2 separate regions of the Xenopus laevis genome follow, and region 1 is linked to region 2. Evidence: chromatin contacts called from public Hi-C data. All regions are on one chromosome and are shown on one strand. The core of a region is the stretch at or near the end of the contact, and the rest is flanking DNA. Distances in the headings are between cores, read along the strand shown. Region 1 has its middle 100 kb from the start of plpp3.S. Region 2 holds the start of plpp3.S (phospholipid phosphatase 3 S homeolog).

The links. A called contact is a pair of places that touch in the nucleus more often than the background predicts.
Region 1: a Hi-C map of the XTC cell line shows a contact between it and region 2, with 3 times the contacts expected there. The contact joins the enhancer-like site here to the promoter of plpp3.S in region 2. A contact is called at or near these places in 2 of 4 Hi-C or Micro-C datasets (the XL177 cell line and the XTC cell line).

Annotation. Positions count from the first base shown.
Region 1 is chr4S:68,168,709-68,175,536 of Xenopus_laevis_v10.1, reverse strand. No RefSeq gene overlaps it. Among protein-coding and RNA genes, the nearest start is that of plpp3.S, 100 kb to the right of the region's middle. Within about 2 kb of position 4,271, at least 1 of the 7 cell types and tissues checked has an H3K27ac peak or open chromatin away from gene starts, as enhancers often do.
Region 2 is chr4S:68,067,015-68,073,176 of Xenopus_laevis_v10.1, reverse strand. It overlaps plpp3.S (phospholipid phosphatase 3 S homeolog), which reads right to left and starts at 1,525. Exons shown (of 6, transcript NM_001094026.1): 1 at 1,078-1,525. The coding sequence starts at 1,216.

The DNA of each region.
Region 1 (6,828 bases), core at 3,022-5,521, 100 kb before region 2:
AATGCATTCCAGGGTTTATTCTAACACTTGAGTTTGTTAGGGAAATGTCACAAAAAGTGTTCATACTCTGACATTATAGTTTGTTGGCTAAACTACACAATATGTTTTTATTCTTGCACTTAATTTTGGTAGATGAATCGAACAAAATATATGATATCAAATGTTTAAGGAACACTATAAAAAAACAGTTGAAAAGCAACAGCCATTTTGAGATTTGTTCTGAGACTGTACTTTACTTTTCTGCGTAGCAATCTAATTACTACCCTAGCTACCAAATCTTCTGTGCAAGTGAAAGTTCTGTGGAATCAAAGGGTGAAGGCATTTGTCCATCCAATGGTCCCATTGTACGGGTGGGGTGGGAGGTAGTATGAAACGACAACTTGAGAATACCACAGGACACAAGGTGCACCTAATCCAGCCTTGAATGTAGTACAGCTGAGATGAGTAGGGAGTCAGTACTAGTCTGTTACAACTCTCTTAGCACTCATCCTTGTGAGAAGCCAACCTCAGCTTGAGGAATTGCTTGTGTTTTATGTTATTTCTTTTTAAACTTTATACTGTATAGTGGTGTCTTTACAGAGATTGTTTATTCACATTAATCCTTGCCCCAGTGAAGCTAACAATCTAAGTTTACTATCACTTTAACATAACACCAGGGCCAACATTCACCAAAAGCTTAACCTTACTGTATGTTTTTGGACTATGGAATAAAAATAAAGAAACCCATTAAGACACATAACCCACAAAATAGTGCCAGATTTAAAGAAGACCATATGTGAGACAAATGTGTTCATTCTCTGAATGGTCACCCGTTGAGTAATTTGAATATAGAGAATATGAGAGTTTTATATGGAATATTTCTCATGCAGATAATATGCTGGAGATATCAAATTCCAGAAAGCTTTTTAGGAAATATGTTTTCCTCTCAAAAAGAGGAAGCTAAACACGAGTGGTCATTATCTGGGAGGTGGGAGACTGGAACATTTTAGTTAAAAAAGGAAGTGAAACTTTATATAGAAAGTTGTGGTTGAAAATATCACTTCCTGCTAGAAGAAGTATAAGCTAATTGAGAAAAGCAATTTAGAAAATGCCATTGCTGAGCAAAAGACTATACAGCACACTCAATATATAAATAACAGGAAATGAGTCAACTAAATAGGTCATTGCTTATTATTTGCTTTCTAAATGATTCTCACAAGAATGCTTTGACATAAAAAAACGTTATATGCAAACTGCTATAATTTTTAGAAATAAAGTAGTATCAAAATAATTCCATCCTAAAAAAATAAAAAGGCTTAAAATAAACACAAATGTTGTTTATCACTTTTTTGTCATTATGTATTTCATTTGTAAATGTAAAGAAAGCCATGAATGTCAGTTGACTTTTTATGCGATTGCAGGGTTTGAAACCCTATCAAAATTAGCCATCAAAGTTATCCCAAAGGCACCAGTAACCAGTAGTGTAACCACCATACAGGAGACCCCACGACTGCATTGGAGACCAAGGCAGAGGGAACCCAGTTGATCGTGGGGCCTGCTGTATATTTCTAGTGCTGCTGCCCTCTCATGCCTGCTCGGTGCCAAAGCTGCATGCTGTCTGCAACTGATAGCACCGCCTCCAGCACATATTCAGATTGGGAAGGGCCCCGGTAAACTTTTCTGAAAATGTGAAAGCTTAGGTTCCTTTTATTAAAGGAATTCTGTAATGGGAAAACATATTTCTTTAAAACGCATCAGTTAATAGTGCTACTACAGCAGCTTTTTTTTTCACAAAGAGCAAAAGAGGTTTTTTAATATTATGGGGCTAGTCGTGTTGTTAGTTTCCAAGGTGCCCTTAGTCATGTGACCTGTGCTCTAATAAACTTTACTCACTCTAGGTTGAAGTTATATAATGCCCCTCCCACCCCACCCCCAGCAGCCTCTCACTAGTAAAAATTCAAATCCCACTACGACTCTTACAGTTACATTCATCAGGAGAAACAATAGCTTATCTAAAAGAAGTTACATTAGAAAGAGCTGGTTATTTTTGAAAGCAAAGGATCAGACACAATGACCTGAGATGGCTGCCTACACACCCATATTACAGGTAAAAATAATACACTTATTGGTTCAATTTTATATGATAGACTGGGTTATTTGTAATGTACACAGTATAATTTACAAACAAAAGCTACACCATAAAAATCATGACAGTATTCCTTGCAAGTTCTCCAGGAATTTAAAGCATCAGCAACACCAGACAATAAAAGGATTTATATGAAATTCTATACATTATAATGCACTGATACCCTGCACTGCTACAACATGGTATCTTTGTATGAGGAACACAACTACAGTTTATAAAAATACATTGCTGTGTAGGCATATAGGCAACTATTTTGAATTAGACCTGTAGGAACCATGATTACAAAACAAAAGCTGCATAGAATACAATAGTTTCAGTTCCTACAGGAAACTAAACAGGAGCCAAATGTCATTCATATAGAATGAAAACATTTCTAATCAAAATAGAACATTTCTTGTCAAGAAATAATGTTTGTAAGTGCTGGAAGAACAGATACATTCTTTAAAGTTAAACAAATATTTTCACCTTGGCTTAACTTGAGCTTCATATAGCCTATTAATAGCCCTGCTGTAGAGCCTGCAATAATTATGTCATACGTATAATGTAAAGTGTCAGTGGCTGAAAAGTAATATTGGGCTCCCAAATATGAACGCATTTCCTTTCATGAATCATTTCACTCATTTTATCAGTGTATCATGGTGCCATTGTATGTTGCACTGTGCCTTCTGTTGAACTAAAAATCTGGGGCAAAGCACATACAGTAGTGCAGGTCATACAGGAGTACAGATGTAATTGTGAAAATGGATTGAAGATGGTATGAGGAGGAATGCAAGATTCTGCCTTTGGTGAGCGAATAACAGCCTACACTTAGGTGCAGATTTATCAAAAGTCGAATTTCTAAATTATGTGATTTTTTTTTTTAACTATAATTAATATGAATGTACTCACAACTCAAATGGGAGGTTATTTATGAACGTCTAATATTCGATCGAATACGAACTACCGAAAATTTGAATCAAATTTGAATCGAGTTTTCCTCCGGAAAAAAACCCCTTTTAATGTCAGGAAGGCAAATAAAAATCTCAAATGGTTTTAATTCAAATTTACCATTAAAACCTTAATACATATTCCCCTTAGAAGCTACAGCAAAAGGTGAAAAGTGAGGATATAAGCAAATAAAAATTGGAGGGTCTAGTAAGTCTGATAGAATGTGTAAATGAGAAAAATTTCCAAAATAAAAAGATAAAATGGAGACATATAAAACAGCATTATATACTTTAATAACAGTTGTCGAGACAGAAAAAAGACAACTGCATGTCAGTTTTGCAATCTCTTTAGCTGTAATGGATTGTACCCTAATGGAAGTGATTCAGATCTGCTGGGGGAAAATATGACCAAGAGGCTGGAGGAGAGTTTAAACTAGGCAAGTGGTATGAGTTAGCAGTATGGAGAAACTAGTACAGATAGGGCTGCGTGATTAGAATGGGGTCCTTGGAGGCGAATAAGGGGGCACATAGTATAAGAGAGATGGCAATCCTACTATAACAAATGATGAACTAAATAACTAACTAATTAACTAAATAGTATATGTGATCCATTGAACCATTTGGAGAGTCTCAAAGATGTGACCATGCACTTAAAATGTCATCACAAATAAAGAGAAAGAGTTATACTTTAGATATAGTGCATACTAATCAACCTTGTATCCAATGAGCATGTTGTTGCATAAGAGACAGGGAGTTACCTATCTTTGTGTGTCTCTTCATATGTATATTAGATCAATAAATAGAATAGCAGAGTGCTCTAATTATTACTTTGCCAATACTGCAAAGAAATTTCATTAATGACAATTCTCACTATACATACCACATATACATACTTGTTTATATCATTTTATAATCTCAGTTTAGCTTATAGTCTCCTTTGTATCATCATATAATTATGCATTGTTTGCTACTTGCCGTATCCTATTTCTTTTCTGAACTAGCATTTGCATTTTAATTATTGGCACATGGTTTTCCTTATGGCAGGTTTTTTTTTCAACTATAAAGAGCAAAGGAAGGCAAAATTATTCCATCAGATGCTGGCAGGGCCCGAATTAGGGGTTTGCAGAAGAGGCAAGTGTCTAGGGCACAATGCTTGGGGGGCACCAGGCACGTACCTACACGTATCCTACCCCTAGCCTGGCCAGTGCCCCCTTACTGTGCAGTTTCTCTCCCCCAAGCATTCATACAGTATGCAGCCCTGAGCAAACATGCATGAGCTCGTCTCCATATATGCGCATACACATGAGCGTGCGACTAGATGGTAGCAACTTGGCCGGCCGGGTTGCCTAGGGAGCTGGTCAGCTTGGCCCGGCGTTGGAAAGTGTCAGTGGCTGAAAAGTAGTATTAGGTTCCCAAATATGAACGCATTCCCTTTCATGAATCATTTCACTAATTTTAACTCCATGCACTCAGTATTATATAATAATACTTTCCTCCACAAGTTTTATTATTTAACAAGGAACAGGGTTATTTATTTTATTTCAGGGTAACACAGGACAACAAATCATCAAGATTTATTGTAGGTGGAAGCACTGCAAGTAATATAACAAGAGTGCAGATGTTTCTAGTACAACCCATTACCTCAGTGCTCATTAGATCACACAATCTTTATTTTTTCTACCAGCTTTAATAGCACGGTTATTTTCTGTCTCATTTGGATTCTTAACATTTGTATACTTTAAAATGATTGTGTTTTCGCTCCTTCGTTTGATTGTTATTATCTCCCTCACCCACTGTAACACTTTATGAAGTCATCAGCGATCTAATCGGAAATTGGGATTTCTTACGATTTTCTATGCATCTTATTAGATTTATTAGACTTATTAGACTATTGTTGTAAAGTAATTGTCAGAGTACCTTGTGGTCGAGGGTCTGGATGAAGTTAAAGATAGAAAAACTGGGCCCAACATGAACCTATCCCCAAAGGCGTTGGGAGCCATGTCATTCCCCCCACCCCCCATTCCTACCTTAGTTGGCTTTCACCCTAGTCCTCCCCAGTCTCAACACACATTAGTGGAAAGCCCCTTCACAACCCATGCCAATACTAACCCACCTATTAGATGGAGGAGAAATTGATCAGTGTTTCTTTGTTTCTATATTAGACAAATGTAGATATTTTGTATTAATTTGTTACAACTAACATGCTTTACTATATTCACAATATGTTTGAAAAAACATTTAACCTTATAAATAATAATTTAAAAAAAAAGTTACACAGGGAAAGAAAATTTACAACTTTGTATAAAAGCCCTAGTATCCCTATAATGACCAGGCTTTCTTGTTATTTATCAATATGTAATAATACGTTTTATTTCATAACTTTATAACCAAAAAGCCAGGTTGGACCTCAAAATAACATTACTAATAATTTTAAATGCTGAAGAGGCCAGGAGCCTGTTGAGTTTCTTGTTTATATTAGCTAACACCAAACTGTTTATTTATGTCCGGACTGAGAATACCTAGCTTAAGGTTTGTTGACTGAAAAGGCTATTCATTTTTATTCTCAAGGGAACGCACTACTTTAGTCAAAAACTGAAACTAAAATAGAATTCCTGGTAAATAGCTCACATGAACATCACAGCTATGTTTCTTTCCTGCAAAACAGATAAACTGGTAAATATTTGATGTATCTGTACAAACACACATAGAGAAGTATTATAGAAAGGGTCACAAAAAGTATCAAAATAAGTATATTTACACTCCAGCATGCTTTGCTATATTTCCAAACAATCACCAAGTACCAAGTAAGATAAAATTAGTGAGTACAGTGAAGATTTAACAGTTTCTTTGGAATGAAGAAAAAAAGAAAACATTGGCAGCTTTTAAATGCTGACATTTTTCTTTGCTACAAAAGCCCATTCGGGTAAAATTAAAGAAATTGCCAAGGTTTTTTAACCTCAAACTCGTGAGTTAGGAAACTCATGTGTGGTTTCCTTAAAGATAAAAAAACTTTGAGTAATAGTAAATAGGCCCGTAACTGTAATATGCCTGTCCCAGATGCAAAAAAAGAAATAATCTACAAATAAAATATATAATTAAAACACCAATATATAAGCTGAATAAATAATAAATAGCCTGTAACCAATTGTCCAGAAAGCTCAGAATTACTGTAAGGTGTCTCCCATTATTCTAATTATACAATTCTAATTTTTAAAAATTATTTTCTTTCTCTCTGTAATAATAAAATAGTAGCTTGTACTTGATGGTAACTAAGCTGCATGAATCTTTATTGGGGGACAAAACATTCCTATTGGATTTATTTAATGTTTAACGTATGGTGATCAAAATCCCTTATACAGAAAAGCCCAGGCTCCAAGCATGACATGGGCAGGGACAATTACCTGCCTTTTTCCCCCAAACTGGCCTAGGAATAACCAACTCACTCACCATACATTTTATTTGTTGGAGTCTTTTTGTCCACAGCTTTATTGCACAAAATATTATTCAACAATAGATAACACATATATCAATAACAGTTATATTAACAACATTACAAACATACAAATATGAACAGTGATATACCATAAACTTTTTAATCCTCTGCAATGCCCCTGGCAATGGACCCAATTAGGTGCATGCAATCGTATAAGCCACCAGCCGCTTGTGCCTTCTAGCATGATGGGTACGCAGGACTGCATGCTAACACCAATACAACATACCCTCCCAGAGACCACCGCTCTTAAGCTGGCCATAGACGCAAAGATCTGATCGTACGAA
Region 2 (6,162 bases), core at 276-2,775:
ATTAAACCTACAGGCTGCATACACTTGTTAGTAATGTATGTGTACTGCCTGAGCAGGAGTGTAACTGTGTGGAAATTTCAAAGATTGAGCTCTTGTATCCTCTGGCCAAGTTTCTGTGTTTATGGTGTATGGCCACTGATAATGAATTAGGATGTTTAGATAGTAAGAAAAATAATCTGCCAGACAGCAATTTACATATTAAAGTTATATACACAAGGGCTTAAGTGCAACAAGATAAACTGGTCCAGAGCATCACTGTTTTTATTAGGTACTTTCCATTTTTCATTTTTTACTGATAACTTTCAAGTTGAGAAGTGTGACTCAAATGGCTGTTCCCATAAATGGCTGTTCACATGTATATAAAACAGTTGGGAGAGAGTCCCATAATAACAAAAAAAAACACTGAAGCAGAATTTAGGAGATGCAAACCGCTCTGATATCATGGGGTCGGAATATAAGACTGCGGAATCAATCAGAGCAATGGTGTGGATACTGTATGTTTTCTCCTCTCATATATTGGCAACTGTACAACTTTCATGCACAAGTCAAACTTCTCACCAAGCTTTAATGGGAAGCAGGCTCTGACTAGTGGAAAGGCTTGATCATTTCAGTCCCAGCACTATTTATTAAAATGTTACTTGCTTATTCTGCAGTATGGCATCAGGGTAGATCTGTCTTCAATCAGCAAGAAATGTTTTGATCTGGATACTGGGGGAAAAGGTGGAGTGTTTAAATTAGAGAATACTAAACTTCTAGTATGTTTCTAGTTAACCCCAGTTCATTGCCAGAGGAGTAATGCACAGAATGGGATGCCCAACCTGTGGCTCTCCAGCTGTTCAACCACTAATAATGCCAAGAACTAGTCTAGTTCACAAAATATCCAGTGTCAGGGCTCCATAAATTTAAGTAGAACCTATATAAAAACTGCATGTAGAGGTTCCAGTGGTAAAGGCAGATCTGCTGAAAGTTGTCAGATGTTAGTTGGGGAGCCACAGGTTGGGAATGGCACCCTAAATGGCAGCTAAATCAGTAAGTAGACTATAAAATGCAGCAGCAGCAGCAGAAGAGGCTACTTACCCACTATGAGACAGAAGACATCCAGGAGTATGAGCAGGACCCTCCTGCAGTTGCTGCTGCCATTGTTGTTGTTTAGTGTTGCGGTGCCCCCGTTCCTGCTGTCGGGGCCCATGGCTTTGTCATACTTGTAGTTCTGCATGCTAGACGAGCAGCTAGAGACGATTTTCTTTAGATCCAGGCTGCCCAGGGTTGCGCACAACTCGGTGACTTCTGTTAGTAGATGATGTTGTAACCAGCAGTTCCTCTGCGCGGAGCAAAGTCCTTCAGCCTTACAACTTTTTCACAAGTCACAGTCCAAGTGGCAGGAAAGTGTCGCTGCGATTCGTTACGATTGGATGTGTGTGCCGCAGTCCTGTGTGTCGGGTTGCAAGTTGTCAATGAATGGGGGGGTGATACAAAGCGCTGGCAGCCTGTTGCACAAAGGCTCAGTCAGTTCAGGCTCAGTCAGTTCAGGCTCAGCTTCTCCTGCCTGTGCTGCTCGCCTGCTGCCTTTCTGCACTTTTATTTCCACCCCCTAAAATAACTGCCTGCTCTTGGCTCACATGGGATTTCCATGTACAGCCCCCTTCCTGAAACTGACTTATACATATGATAATTAACTGCACATTTGTTTCCAGAAAAAAAAAAATCGCGAAAAAGAGCTGAGCCGGACAGAATGCGAGAGCCCCTAGTGTTCGCAGAGAGCGCAAACGACTTGCAGACAGAAACCTGTGGCAGCCGGGACGCTAGGGCTTTTGGCCACGCCCCTAAGGGGGGAGCTGAGGGGGAAAAAAGGATAACTAGCAGCATGACAGGTAAAGGAGGACAAAATGAAACGGTGAAAGTACAAAGTAGCCAAGGTAAGGGTTTGTACTTTGGAAACCAGTCAAAGTTTTTCGTTGCCCTAATGTGCCAAGCCTGTGTCTCCCAATGCATATTGGGTAATGTAGTTTTTGTTTAACAATTTGCCGACTGCCAAGTTCAATGTCAGTTTTTTTTTTGTTTTTTTTTTAGAAATTGTTTTTATTGAAAGTTTGGTTGCAATCGTGTCATACAACAGTGGGCCGAATAAGTCCACGTAATAGTCATCAATGTTAAAGAAAATGCAAGCCATATAAGATATGATACATTCAAAGAGAAAAAGAAAACAGAAACATAGAACATAAAAAGAAAACAGAAATATAAAACAAAGCTAGCATAACATTACTTGCTGTGGATTTGCAGCATGTATATATCAATATTCCGAGGTTGAACACAGATTTCCGGATTTAAAGAAACAGGTTAGATGTATTTACCTTAAGTAAGACGTCAAAAGTCTATTAGTACGGTGACTCCTGGGGGGTGAACTCGTGGGCGGTCTAGTTTCTCGAAGTGAGTTTTGGATGTAGTCGTTTGTTTCTTGTAGCAAAGAGTTGCCTTTCAAGATTTCCATGTCATACCATGTAGTGTTTATGAAGGTGTGAGTGGTTAAGAATCGAAGTGGTGAGGGAAGACTAGTGATGTAAGTAGTCCAAGTGGAGAAAAATTTCTCCGCATGTAAATCTTTTCTCGTCATGGCCTCTAGCCAATCCATATGAAAGATATGGTGCAGCTTCTGTTTCATAAGTGTAGTCGATGGGATTTCCGTAGACAGCCATTGGTGTAAAATTGTTTTCCGAGACGCTGCCGCCAGCCTAGCTGCTAAATGTTTCTCCCCTCTATTTAAAGTAGGGTATTGTTGAGTGATGCTAAATAGGGCCCATTCTAGTGTTGGTTGGATTGGTTTGTTCGTCATTTGTAACCAATAAGAGATTATCTCCAGCCAGAAGCTTTGTATTAGGGGGCAAGACCAGAGCATGTGGAGAAGATCCGCTTTAGGGGCCGTGCATCGAGTGCAAGTATCCGAGGGGGCATTTCCCATCTTATATCGTTTTGCTGGGGTGAGGTATGCATTGTGAAGAATTTGCAGTGTCATTTCCTGGTACCTACTCGATGACAACAACTGAGTAGTGCGTGTATATGCCTTTAAAATATCCGTGATGGGGAGCTGTGGCGTCAGAACCGTCCATTTAAATAAGGAAGATTCCTCGGTATCTAGGTTTACGATCGTTCGTATTATATGATATATTTGTGCAGTAGAGAGAACAAACGAGTTCTCTTTCCAAAGGTTGTCTATCGGATCGTTAATGGGTGTTTGTTTCATATTATGGACTGTGGTTAATGTGACTACAATACGCATGCAATGAGACTGATTTGTGTAGAAGTCAGGAGTTACCAGATTTTGGCCTCTGTACCCCAGTCTCCCATCACTCTTAAGTATGCTCGCATTTTCTGGTGACTTTTCTCAATTTCAGACAATTTTGGGGCAAAAATCTACTGGCCACCAAAATGTCTGTAGGTTGACCTGTTTTACCAATATTTATGGACATTGTATATATATTAGGGTCTTATGGGTCCCCAATACCTCCTGGGCCCCCTGCTGTAGTTACACACCTGGTGACGGGTGAATCTGTCCCATTTTACTTCATGGAAAAATTTGCAAATCAGTGAAAATTTGAAAAAGGCTTATTTTCACATATATTTATTTCTTTTTAGATTTTTTTTATTTCACTGCTCATATTGTGTTAGTTTTTGGGATACTTTTGAAGTCACTCTTGGCTAGTTTTGGGCTGGTTTGCAAATTAGACCTGGCAACCCTGCATGATGGGTAGTATGGAGGAGATTATAGTGGGAAAGGGGGTGGAAGGGCATATTTTGAAACAGGTGGGGGGATAAGAAATGGCAAATGGGTGACTAGTGAAATGAAGAATGGGAGTGAGGGTAGCATGGTTGGTACTTGACAATAAGAACTGCACACTAGGGGAAAAAATAACTTGAAAAGTAAAAGAAAAGGTGGAAGCCAAAAATTTAAATCAGGTGTAAAAATGGCTTCATACATTATTACATGTTGGGGGTGAGGTAGCATGAAATAATACTGTAAGACAATGGGAGAAATAGAGGAAAGAAAAAGAATGGGGGTTAAACCATCTGACCCTTGCTGTATACAATATGCCTGGGGTTCTAATATCGACTGCCTCACACAGTGGGCCTCATTTATAAACAGTGGGCATATTTGCACCTGGGCAGTATCCCATAGCAACCAATCAGCGATTAACATTTTTCAGCCAGCTGTAGGGTGAACACTGAATGCAATCATCTGATTAGTTGCCATGGGTTACTGCCCAGGTGCAAATGTGCCCAGTGTTTATAAATAACCCCCAGTCGTGTGTTGGGTTGCTCCCCGACTCTTTTTTCATTCACTGTTGTCATTCACTGTATATAATGTCTTGTACAGGTGCACTGAAGGCCAGCTGCTACACCATAGCACTGTGTCATTTGAATAGAGTGCCAGTATCCACAACATGTGGTGCCATCATCTATATTTTTCTATGTATAATGTGGTTGGAGTGGCAAAGCCCACTGCTTTTTATTGTATAATCTGCTGCTATGTTTTCCCTCAAACACACTTTTAAGAAGGTGGTGTTTAAAGAGCAAGACCTTAAAATGGGCATGGTTTAATTTGTGCCACCTCTTACTCCTTCTGGCCTAAAAATAATTCATTTATTTCCTGCATCTCTGGAACAAATGAGTGAAACTGAAAAATAAAACAAATTAAAAAAAAAACCACATCACAAACAGGTATAGTCTGTCTCTCCAGGGTACACACCCCTCCACTCTATACACAGGCCAACCCCCATGGTACCCAAACTAATCTGTCCATAAGAATGTACACTGTATCTTAGGGCAGTGGCACACAAGGAGGTTAGTTGTCCAAGATAAATCTCCTCTTCTACAGGTGACTAATCTCCAAATGCTTCCCCGCCATTTAAATCGCAGTTGGTAAAACATATGCAGCACTTGCCTCTCAAGGAAACTTTGGGCGACTTCGGAAAAACAAAGCATTGCATATATTTTACGATTTATCATTTATCACGATAGTTTTCACACAATTTCTCTTTAAAATACAAAAAGGTTTGCAGAATAAAACGGAGAATGGGGGATTCAAGCTATGCAACAATACAAGAAAATTGCTTAAAGGGCCCTACTTGCTAAAACTCGCAGTTGGTCTGTACATAAATCACTGTTTCCCCATGAGTGCAAAGGAAATATTCACATTCAAACTTAGCACAACATACACATTTTTCTAAAGGGCATATTGATAAAGCTGTGGGAAATATTTTCCACCAAAAAATTTTCTTGCTCTGGCGTTACCCATAAAAGTTAATGGGCCAAATATACTGTACAAAATGGTGTTTTGCACATCATTTCTGGTGTGGGCCTATAATGTGAACAGTACCAACACATATTTTCCCCCAACTTTCTTTTCCTTTTAACGCATCTTTGCACATTAGACATTATTCTGGAAACAATTTGCTTATTATTGTGTTTCCAACTGGCTAAATTACCAGTTGCACTGACTGAATAACCCAAGTTCCCAGATTCCATTGCTCACTGGAAACATACGTAAAAAAAAATGTACATTTAGAGATTGCAATGACATGAATATTCCATATTTAATATTTAATATGGGAGCTCCATGAAACAGAAAAAAAACCCCAGAATCTTTGAAGCATTTGCTTGCAGTGACATGATGAACACTGTTGTTTTTATATAATTCTACGAAATACAGAGTTAAAAGCGGAGGCAGTTCTTGAAATTCATGGAATGTTACTGATTCCATACCATATTTTCAATTATGCTTTGCCTTGAATAACATCAAGGAAAATGTCAAGTCTGGGTGCACCAGACCTTAATAAATCCTTGCATATGATGTTCAGAATAAAATGTTTTTAGGTACACATTAGAGACAAGTCAGAAGACACTTACTGCAGACCTGTCTAGACTTAAATGGCTGCTTACCATACTGATAAATACTGATACTGATGAGCCTGATAAAGATCTGCAACTTTCTGGGTTCCTGCATAGAGGCATATAGATTATTGAACTGTAATCTGAAACTAGCAGTAAAGTAGAGGCATGGTAGAACATGCTATCACAGAACATGGGCAAACAAAAATCCCTATGTTATTTTACAATCCAACTGCTCTACTAGAAATCTGCCTACTGGAGTGCTCAACTTCCAGTCAT